3 separate regions of the Zea mays genome follow, and regions 1 and 2 are each linked to region 3. A link is a contact called in public Hi-C data. All regions are on one chromosome and are shown on one strand. The core of a region is the stretch at or near the end of the contact, and the rest is flanking DNA. Distances in the headings are between cores, read along the strand shown.

Evidence for each region. A called contact is a pair of places that touch in the nucleus more often than the background predicts.
Region 1: a contact with region 3 is called in a Hi-C map of leaf, with 4 times the contacts expected there. The contact joins the promoter of LOC100501754 here to the promoter of LOC100285490 in region 3. A contact is called at or near these places in 6 of 25 Hi-C or Micro-C datasets (bundle sheath, ear, endosperm and 2 more).
Region 2: a contact with region 3 is called in a Hi-C map of leaf, with 10 times the contacts expected there. The contact joins the promoter of LOC100502388 here to the promoter of LOC100285490 in region 3. A contact is called at or near these places in 7 of 25 Hi-C or Micro-C datasets (ear, endosperm, leaf and 2 more).

What each region holds. Positions count from the first base shown.
Region 1 is chr4:33,206,109-33,208,850 of Zm-B73-REFERENCE-NAM-5.0, reverse strand. LOC100501754 (CslF6-2) reads right to left here and starts at 1,395. Exons shown (of 3, transcript NM_001321414.1): 1 at 845-1,395. The coding sequence starts at 1,188.
Region 2 is chr4:32,788,291-32,791,064 of Zm-B73-REFERENCE-NAM-5.0, reverse strand. It overlaps LOC100502388 (MOB kinase activator-like 1B), which reads left to right and starts at 1,350. Exons shown (of 7, transcript NM_001196866.1): 1 at 1,350-1,492; 2 at 1,974-2,022. The coding sequence starts at 1,470.
Region 3 is chr4:33,019,668-33,022,605 of Zm-B73-REFERENCE-NAM-5.0, reverse strand. LOC100285490 reads right to left here and starts at 1,523. Exons shown (of 4, transcript NR_182167.1): 1 at 1,306-1,523; 2 at 1,141-1,224; 3 at 669-1,062.

The DNA.
Region 1 (2,742 bases), core at 146-2,645, 190 kb before region 3:
CCAAATTAGAGGGTGCAACTGGAATGCCCCCAACACCACCACCAGTCCTACTTTCTTCTCTCTCTTTTTTTATCACCTTCCCAAAAAAAACTATGTCACCACTCAGTCACTCACCAGCACTTTCACTCTCCCATCCCATGCCCAAAAGTGTATGGAGGGAAAAGAAAGAAAGAAAGAAAAAAAAAGACATTTTTAGTTTTGGACACACAACACACAAGGCGCTTTGTACTAGTTATGATGCAGAGTTTTCCGCTAAACATCCTTTACTATACCGGAACTTGGAGGCTGGCTTTGGACTCACATGCAAGCCACGCCTACTGTCGCCTCTCTCTCTGTGCAGCACAGCACAGCACCCCACGCGGGCAAGCTGAAGCAGAAAAGGCATTCATTGATTCCCACCAGCACTGCACTGCACCCCACCTCGGATTCCCGTTGCGGGTAATTAGCAGCACCAATCACAGAGATGCCTTCACCTTTTTTTTATGAGCCGCCATGGGCAGGCAGGAGGGGTCCCACCCTGCAGCGGTGGTGCTGCCGACAGCCCAACGGGAGAAGCGGGGCCGCCTGCCTGGGGTCCCCTGCCTAACTGTAACGTGCACCTGTCTAATGGCCGAGCCCGGATTGACGAGACTGAAATTTAACTGCCTCGTTTGGTTTGGTTTGGTTTGGTTTAGTTGTTAATTCACTGCTTCAGTCTAGTAGTAGAGTGCTTGCTTGGAGTGGGAGACTACTGGCTGATATAGTGTTGTTGTTCGGAGTGTAACGGCCGGTGAATGCAGGCGCGCGGCGCGCCGGCGAGGCCGTTGAACTGAGAGCAGACGAAGAGGTGTAAGTATATATATACCTGTAGGGGTGGAGGAGGACACCCTTGATCTTCTCGGTGCGGAAGACGGGGCGTTCCTCGAGCGCGACGGCCCCCGGGTCGGCGGCGGAGGAGAGGCCGTCGTCGCTGAGGTCGACCGCCACCCAGCTCTCGTCGTTGACGGCGCCGATCTGGCCCTCGGTGGCGGCCACCGCCACGCGGTCCATGTCGGCGGAGGAGGCGGCGGACGCCACCGCCGCCGCGCCGGCGCACGCGCACACGGGGAACCCGCCGCATGCGCACCCGCGCCTGCCGTCAGCCTGCTGCTGCTGCTGCTGCTGTCCTGTCGGCGTCTCGCCGTTGCTGCGCCGGCCGCCCGGCGCCATAATGCCTGCCTGCCTGGCGCGCAATCAGGCAGGGACGATGGTGGCCCTTCTCTCTGTCGAGGCTGGGAGGACACGCGCGGAGGGAAACCGAGAATGCGAAGCTACCTCTCTCTACCTCCCCTGCTGCCCTTCTGGTGTGCTGTGTGGCAGAGAGAGAGAGAGAGAGAGAGGAGGAGGAGGAGGGGGGAGAGAAGGTGGCGCGGCGCGGGCGCCGGGGTGCGTGGGGAGATGGAGGCCGAGTGAAGTACGTGGGGGGAGGGACGGGATATATAGAGAAATTACGGGACGGGGTTCACGAGCCCGAGTGTCGGTCGGGGTTGGAGGCAAGCTAAGCTTCCTCTGTATTTTTGTACGCGCGTGTGTGTACACGTCCCTCTCTCTCCCTCCCTTTTCCTCCCACTCTGTACAGTACAGTATAGCTGTAGGTATCTACGTAGTACGTACTCACACTCAGCTCTGTCAATCTGGCTGCGTGTCTTTCTGTTCCTACGCGCGCCCGGCCTCCCTCGACGATTTGTACCGACTCTTTCTGTCTGTGTGCGTCTAGAGAGATGGTGGTGATGATGAAGCAAGGAACGAAGGATGAAGGTGAGCTGTATATGAATATGTAGGTGGCAGGCAGGCATTTGCAAGCGCACACAGGCCCATATGGCACCGGCACCGGCACCGGCACCTTACCTACCAGGCTGCTTCCGCATAACCCCATGTGCCCTCTCCCTCCCCTGCCTAGGACTGTACCCTCCGCCTGATTATTAAAATTTTGCGGCGCTCTAATAAAAAAGTATATATATACTTCCTTGAGTAAATAAAAAAACTAGGCACTAAAATCGGCGGGGACAGAACGGTACTGTAATGATGAGTTTGTTTTTGCTATGCTCCTATTATTATAAATATAAAATGGACGCTCCTTTTTTACTAGCTGAGCTGACCTGATGTCAAGGAGAAGAAGCAGGATAACTAAGGCTGGACGCACCTGTCTCCGCGTGCCAGCTACTTCCTCTTGCATTGGCGGCTACAGCCTACAGGGGAGCCCCCACGCCCACAGGGCTGCCTTCTGCGCGTCGGGCTCTTTCTATCTGTGTACGTGGTTTTTCCCAGTTTATCCCCTCTAGCACTATTCATTTATATAGCAGTGGATCCGTGAGTAATTGTTAATATATAAAAAATTGATAGTAGATAAAAGTAGTTATAGAAAATAATATTTTATGGTTATAGTAGAGTTTAGAGAGTATTTAGAGGAACCGCTGCCAGAGATGAAAAAATAAGCGATAAATTGTTGATGATTCGATGAAAAAAAAAATGATATAATAGAAGCGCGGATAGTCTAAAGTTCCTCGCGCCCCCTGATTGGCAGATGAGATTCCTTGCGTCCGCCTTTCCAGCCTCTCCCTCTTCCCGCTGGGCCCTGGGGCTCCGGTCCGTCCGTGACGCCGACGAATGGAACCTGCGAGGGAGGCGGCTCGCACTACGTCCGTCCGTCGTCGTGCTGTCGTACATGGCGGTGGCCGGTGGCGCAGAGCTGGGCAGCGCAGGCTCCCATCATGAGCTGGGGGT
Region 2 (2,774 bases), core at 101-2,600, 230 kb after region 3:
TTTGAACAAAATCAATTAAAAGCTAAATAAATAGTAAAGAAACGTTTGAATAACGATTCGTTAACGTTTAGGTACGAACCGTACGATATACGACACATATGCACCTCGGCTACCGTGCACCACGAGTGTTGCCACATACTTCAGTGGGAGGGAGACCGAAGAGCGTAGTATAGTTAGAAATGGTAACGAGTATCATGATTCGATAATTGATGGGTATTTATCTTATTAGAGTATATGTGTGAGCTAAATATTCTATTATAGATTTTTACTGGACAAAAACCTTACCCAAAAAGAAAACGAGTATCAGAACATTCTGCCCTCACTCATGCTTGTTAACCCGTGAGTATAAAATATCCAATATAAACCTGCCCAAAAACATAAACTTGAGCATTTGGCCTAGACCAAAATAAATGAAACCCTAGTTATATAATCTCTAAGCAGATTTTATAGTTGTTTATTGCGCAATTATGTAATTAGATATTATTTCTATAGATCTGAGCACAATCCTAGAGCATCGTGTGTCTATAATGTTAGAAATCAAATGGTGTGATGCTTAAGTATAGCACATGGTTTATTTAAATTTGACGTTTAATAACTATTAAACTGATATTTTTTAGGGTTCATTATATTTATAAAATGATATTTATCACATATGATATATGTCTAATCTTTGTGGGTACGAGTGACTCGACAGGTGACACATACCTACATGAATATGTATATAGGGGTAAATCTATACCCATAAGTGAATATGGATGATCCCGCGGATTATTTTTCTTTATCGTGGGTATGAGTATTGGATACTAAGAGCAAGTACAATAATGGGCTCTAAGTCTGCTTATATAGTATTTTTGCTTATGTGGAAGAGAGAGACATCAAAAAATAAAGAGAGTGGACACTTGTGCAAGAACTAGATGCTACAAGCTTCAAGAAAAAGATAAAAGAGACAAGAGATAAGAGATTTATCTAAGAGCTAACTGTAAAGTTAGCTTTATTATATGAGTGTGTTTATCGTTAGCTTTAGATAATATAGTAAAAAGTTAGACCCAACAATAGACTCTGTTGTTAAACTTGTTCTCGACTTCGACACGACACGGCCGCAGACGATAGCTGGGTGATCTGACTTCTGACCCGGTGGGGCCCGGGGCATGATGGATCATGGATTCCAGCCAGGCGCCCGGCTCCATCCGCCGCGCGTTCTGCCGCGCCTCGCTGTGCCGGCCCACGCCGCCTCTGACGAGTGAGCCCAATCATTTCGCATCTGGCTCTCGCAGGCGGCAGGTCGCAGAGCAGCCCAGCCCCAGACCCACCTCGTCCGCTTCGTCCTCTCGTCTCCTCGCACTCGCTAGCTGACGCTGCGTGCGCCAAAAGCAGCACTGCAGCAGCAGGTCCAGCCGTCGCCCCCACTTCCCACCACTGCCACGCGCGCGCCGGATCGAGGGAGGGCACGCAGACGCGGAGGAGGGAGGATGAGTCTCTTCGGGCTTGGACGGTGAGCGCTCGCGGGATCTCGATCGTATTGTAGTATTGTACACGTACTTCGCTCTGCACCCTTTGCTTTATTATTCCTTGTCCCCGGCTCGTCGCCCGTGGGTTCGGGACCGCGGGATCCAGGCCCGCTGATGGAACTGAGATCTCGCGCGGGGTTTCGTTCATGGGATCGGGGAATTCCCCTGCTTGATCCGCTGCTCGAGCTGAGTGAGTGGTTGTGGCTCTCTTCTGACGGCCCTAATTAGTAATTCTGCGTAGCAACCAGTGCCACTGGGGAGTTCTGCTCCGCTCTGCTCAGACCTTGTTTCTTCACCTTGATTTTGGATTTGTCTCGGCGTTTTTTTTTTTACCCAACGTCAGATCATGCTGAGCCGAGTTTGGCGGGCTCAGCCTGCTTGGCTTATTCGTTACTGAGGGACTACGCTGATTTTAGCTTCTGATGCAACAACCATGCTGATCAGTGTTTTTTATTCTTTTGGCAGGAACCAGAAGACATTCCGCCCCAAGAAGAGCGCTCCATCAGGCAGCAAGGTAACAATTTCGGCTTCCCAGTTCCCTCTTTTAAGTACTGCACGACAGCACGAGTTATTAGATACCTGCCTGCACCTGCGCCACTATTTGGCGTGCTACACATCATGCAAAGTGCGTATCATGCGTGGTGGCCGTTGCTCTGGGCCGTCAATCAAAATCTGAAGCATGACTGCATACGGGAGCAATTTATCTAGGTGTCAATTTATTGCAACATCTAGTGATTCCTGTGGCCGTACTACATCCAGGATTTTAATCAGTTCTCATGAACTGTTTAGAGGGCATGCAGGTGCGGGCTATGCTTGTCACTGAAAAGTATGTGCAATTAGTCTTGTTAGAACTTTGAGTTAACTTCAGTAGTATGAATTGGTGATGGATCTTATCAGTGTTCTGGAAGTAGACAGGCTTTAAGTTATCTGTTTTGCTTTTAGCCTTTTTGTTCTGGCTATGTCCAGAACTAAAGATATCTTGCGTGGCTGACACTCTTGTTGGCTATCTCGCCAAGAGCTCTGTTTATTGTTGAACATTTGTTAACATAAGGGACTCAACAGTTTTGTTGGATTGCTTTATTCTTCCATCTATTCCAAGACACTATGCGCTAAACATCTTGAAACACTGCTAACGGGATTCCTTTTGTTGCTTATCACGTGTCAATTAAATCCATTACAAAAACACTTTCAGTGAAAGGTCTAATGAACGTTGTCCCACATCTATAAAAAAAACTCGATCTGCGGAAGGTAAGACAGCCCTCGGTC
Region 3 (2,938 bases), core at 274-2,773:
AAAAATGAACTAGCCGGCGACAAATATTCGAGAACGGAGGTAGTACATAATATCTGTAGCAAATCTATGTCACCTGGGAGCTCATAAGTGCTGCCAAAGTGCCAGAAGGCTCAGAACATCAGAATATGACTACAGTGATAGTCTGCAATCTGTAATATGCATGCACTACCAAATGTGTCCAGTGTCCACACGTTTCCCATGATCCCATCCATTGCAGTTGACGTGTGAAGCTGATGCTAGTTTTTTTTCATGGGCAAGTCTTCAACAAACTTCGAGTTAATGGCTTAACAACAAATAGAATTTACGACTGATGGGTTTGCATTCATAGTTAGATTTGAATTAAGTTTAGTCACGCTATTTCGAGTTTTTGTTAGCATGTAGGAGGTGAAGTATAATGTTCACTTATACGAGAATTCTAGAAGCAGGAGGAACACAGCCACCTTATTCTGTTTAAACTTCATTACTTGCTAACTATACCAAGTACACATGTGAAAAGCCAAACAATGCAAATGCATAAAACTAGAAATGATAAATAGACAAGCTTACTGATGATGATATAAACGAAGTGACACCTAAAGCAAAATTCATAGCTTGCATCCATTTATAGTTATAGTCTGAACAAATGGGCCAGAGGAAATTCAATGCATATGTTTTGGTTAGAAATGTACCTTCTCTGCTTCAGGGGTCCCCTTCTCGGAAGATAGTCTGCCACTGTATCAAGTGTAAGAATGCCAGCTACGGAGCCTCTACTGAGATTGTATTTCTCAAAGTTGGCATCTGTAGCATCTCCACACTCGATGTTGAAACTACTATTTACAGAATTAGAATTGACGGCCACAAGGCAAGTCCTCATGCAGCCGGGTGGAACTGAAAATCCAGAGAGGAGAGCAATGTAACGATCAATCCGGAGAACAAGGTCCAACGGGAACTTGTAACCAGGAAAGAACGAGCTGCAGTGAGTGTCAGCCACTTCCCAGCAGTCCTCGAGCCGTGCGTCTCGGACCACGATTTCAGGGTACAAAGTGGGCAGCAATTCAACCGCCTGGCTAGCATAGCAAATTCCTGAAAAAACAAAAGGTAGGATTTAATGTCAAAGAAAACGTTGAGTAGCTGGATCATGACGCACGCGAGCGCAATCACCTCCCGTAGCCCTGTCGCCTGCGCGGAACGGCCCCGTTTTGGCTGTTTGGATGAATGAAATGCGGATCCGTCTCGTGCAATTTACTGTTGCCGGCCTGCGAGATCTCAAAAGGGTTTGTTTTGACCGGAGGAGGAGAAAAAGGGGGAAAATTCAGCAACTCATACCAGATCATGGCGCGGGAGCCGTTGAAGCTCGGGGCAAAAGACGCCGAGACGCCTCCACCGGGGCAGGGCCCTCGCATTGCTTCCGGCGAAGCAGCTTGGGAAGCACGAGTGGAGAAGGAGCACGGCGGCCGCGCTGGGCCAGCGGCGGCGCAAGAGAGGAGAGAAGGAATCGTGGGGAAAGGATAAGGATGAGATACAGAGAGCCATTGTCCTTTTTCAGAAAACCCCCTGAAAAATCCGAGTAGCACATTTGAATGAACTATTTTTTCAAAAAATAAAAATAATAATAATAATTTAAACTTGAAACTTAAATTATATTGCCTCTCTATTTAAAAATGCACTTCTAGATATGTTAACTAAACCTATTTTAGTATCGATCAACTTCCTCATAAATAGTACTCCCTCCTTCATTCCAATTTATAATTTGATTTTTTACCCTATGTTTGATCGGCTCATGTTATTAAAAAAATTCATAATTATTATTAATCTTTGATATGATATTGTTTAGCATGTATTTGTCGGCGTTTCGACCCCGGGGGTCCCTGAACCGACGAGTAAATTATCGCTGCGTGTCCCAGCCCAGATGGGTCGGCGCGAGACGGAGCACAAGGGGGAAAACAGTGAGGGGAAACCGCGGCCTCGTGTTGTCCTGCGCCCAGGACGGATGCGCTTGCAGTAGGGGGTTACAAGCGTTCGCGAGGGAGAGAGAGAGGGGGCGTGAGACTGCGCGTCAGCCCGTTCTCCCGCGCGGCCACCTTCTCGTATGAGGGCCCTGGACCTTCCTTTTATAGACGTAAGGAGAGGGTCTAGGTGTACAACGGGGGTGTAGCAGTGTGCTAACGTGTCTAGCAGAGGGGAGCCAGAGCCCTATGTACGTGTCGATGTGGCTATCGGAGAGGTGTTGGAGCCCTGTCCATGTGGCGTCATGGCCGTCGGAGGAGCGCTTGAGCCCTGTAGAAGCACAGCTGTCGGGGCTGTCAGATCCTTGCTGACGTAGGGGGCTGAGAACCGCCGTCGTCATGGAGCACGCGGGGTGCCATCATTACTTGTTTTACCGGGGCGAGCCAGATGGGACGCCGGTCTTGTTCCCCATAGCCTGGGCTAGCTAGGGGTAGGGTAATGATGGCCCCCTTGTGGCGTGGTCGGTCCGAGCCCAAGGTCGGGCGAGGCGGTGATTCCTCCGAGGTCGAGGCTGAGTCCGAGCCCGGGGGTCGGGCGAGGCGGAGACCGTCGTCCGAGGTCGAGGTTGAGTCTGAGCCCTGGGGTCGGGCGAGGCGGAGACCGTCGTCCGAGGTCGAGGTTGAGTTCGAGCCCTGGGGTCGGGCGAGGCGGAGACCGTCGTCCGAGGTCGAGGTTGAGTCCGAGCCCTGGGGTCGGGCGAGGCGGAGACCGTCTTCTGGAGTCGAGGTTGAATCCGAGCACTAGGGTCGGGCGAGGCGGAGACCGTCTTCCGAGGTCGAGGTGGAGTCCGAGCCCTAGGGTCGGGCGAGGCGGAGACCGTCTTCCGGAGTCGAGGTTGAGTCCGAGCCCTGGGGTCGGGCGAGGCAGAGATTCCTATGGCGCCCGAGGCTGGACCTGGTTGCTGTCAGCCTCACCCTGGCGGGTGGCACAGCAGTCGGAGCAGCGCAGGCGA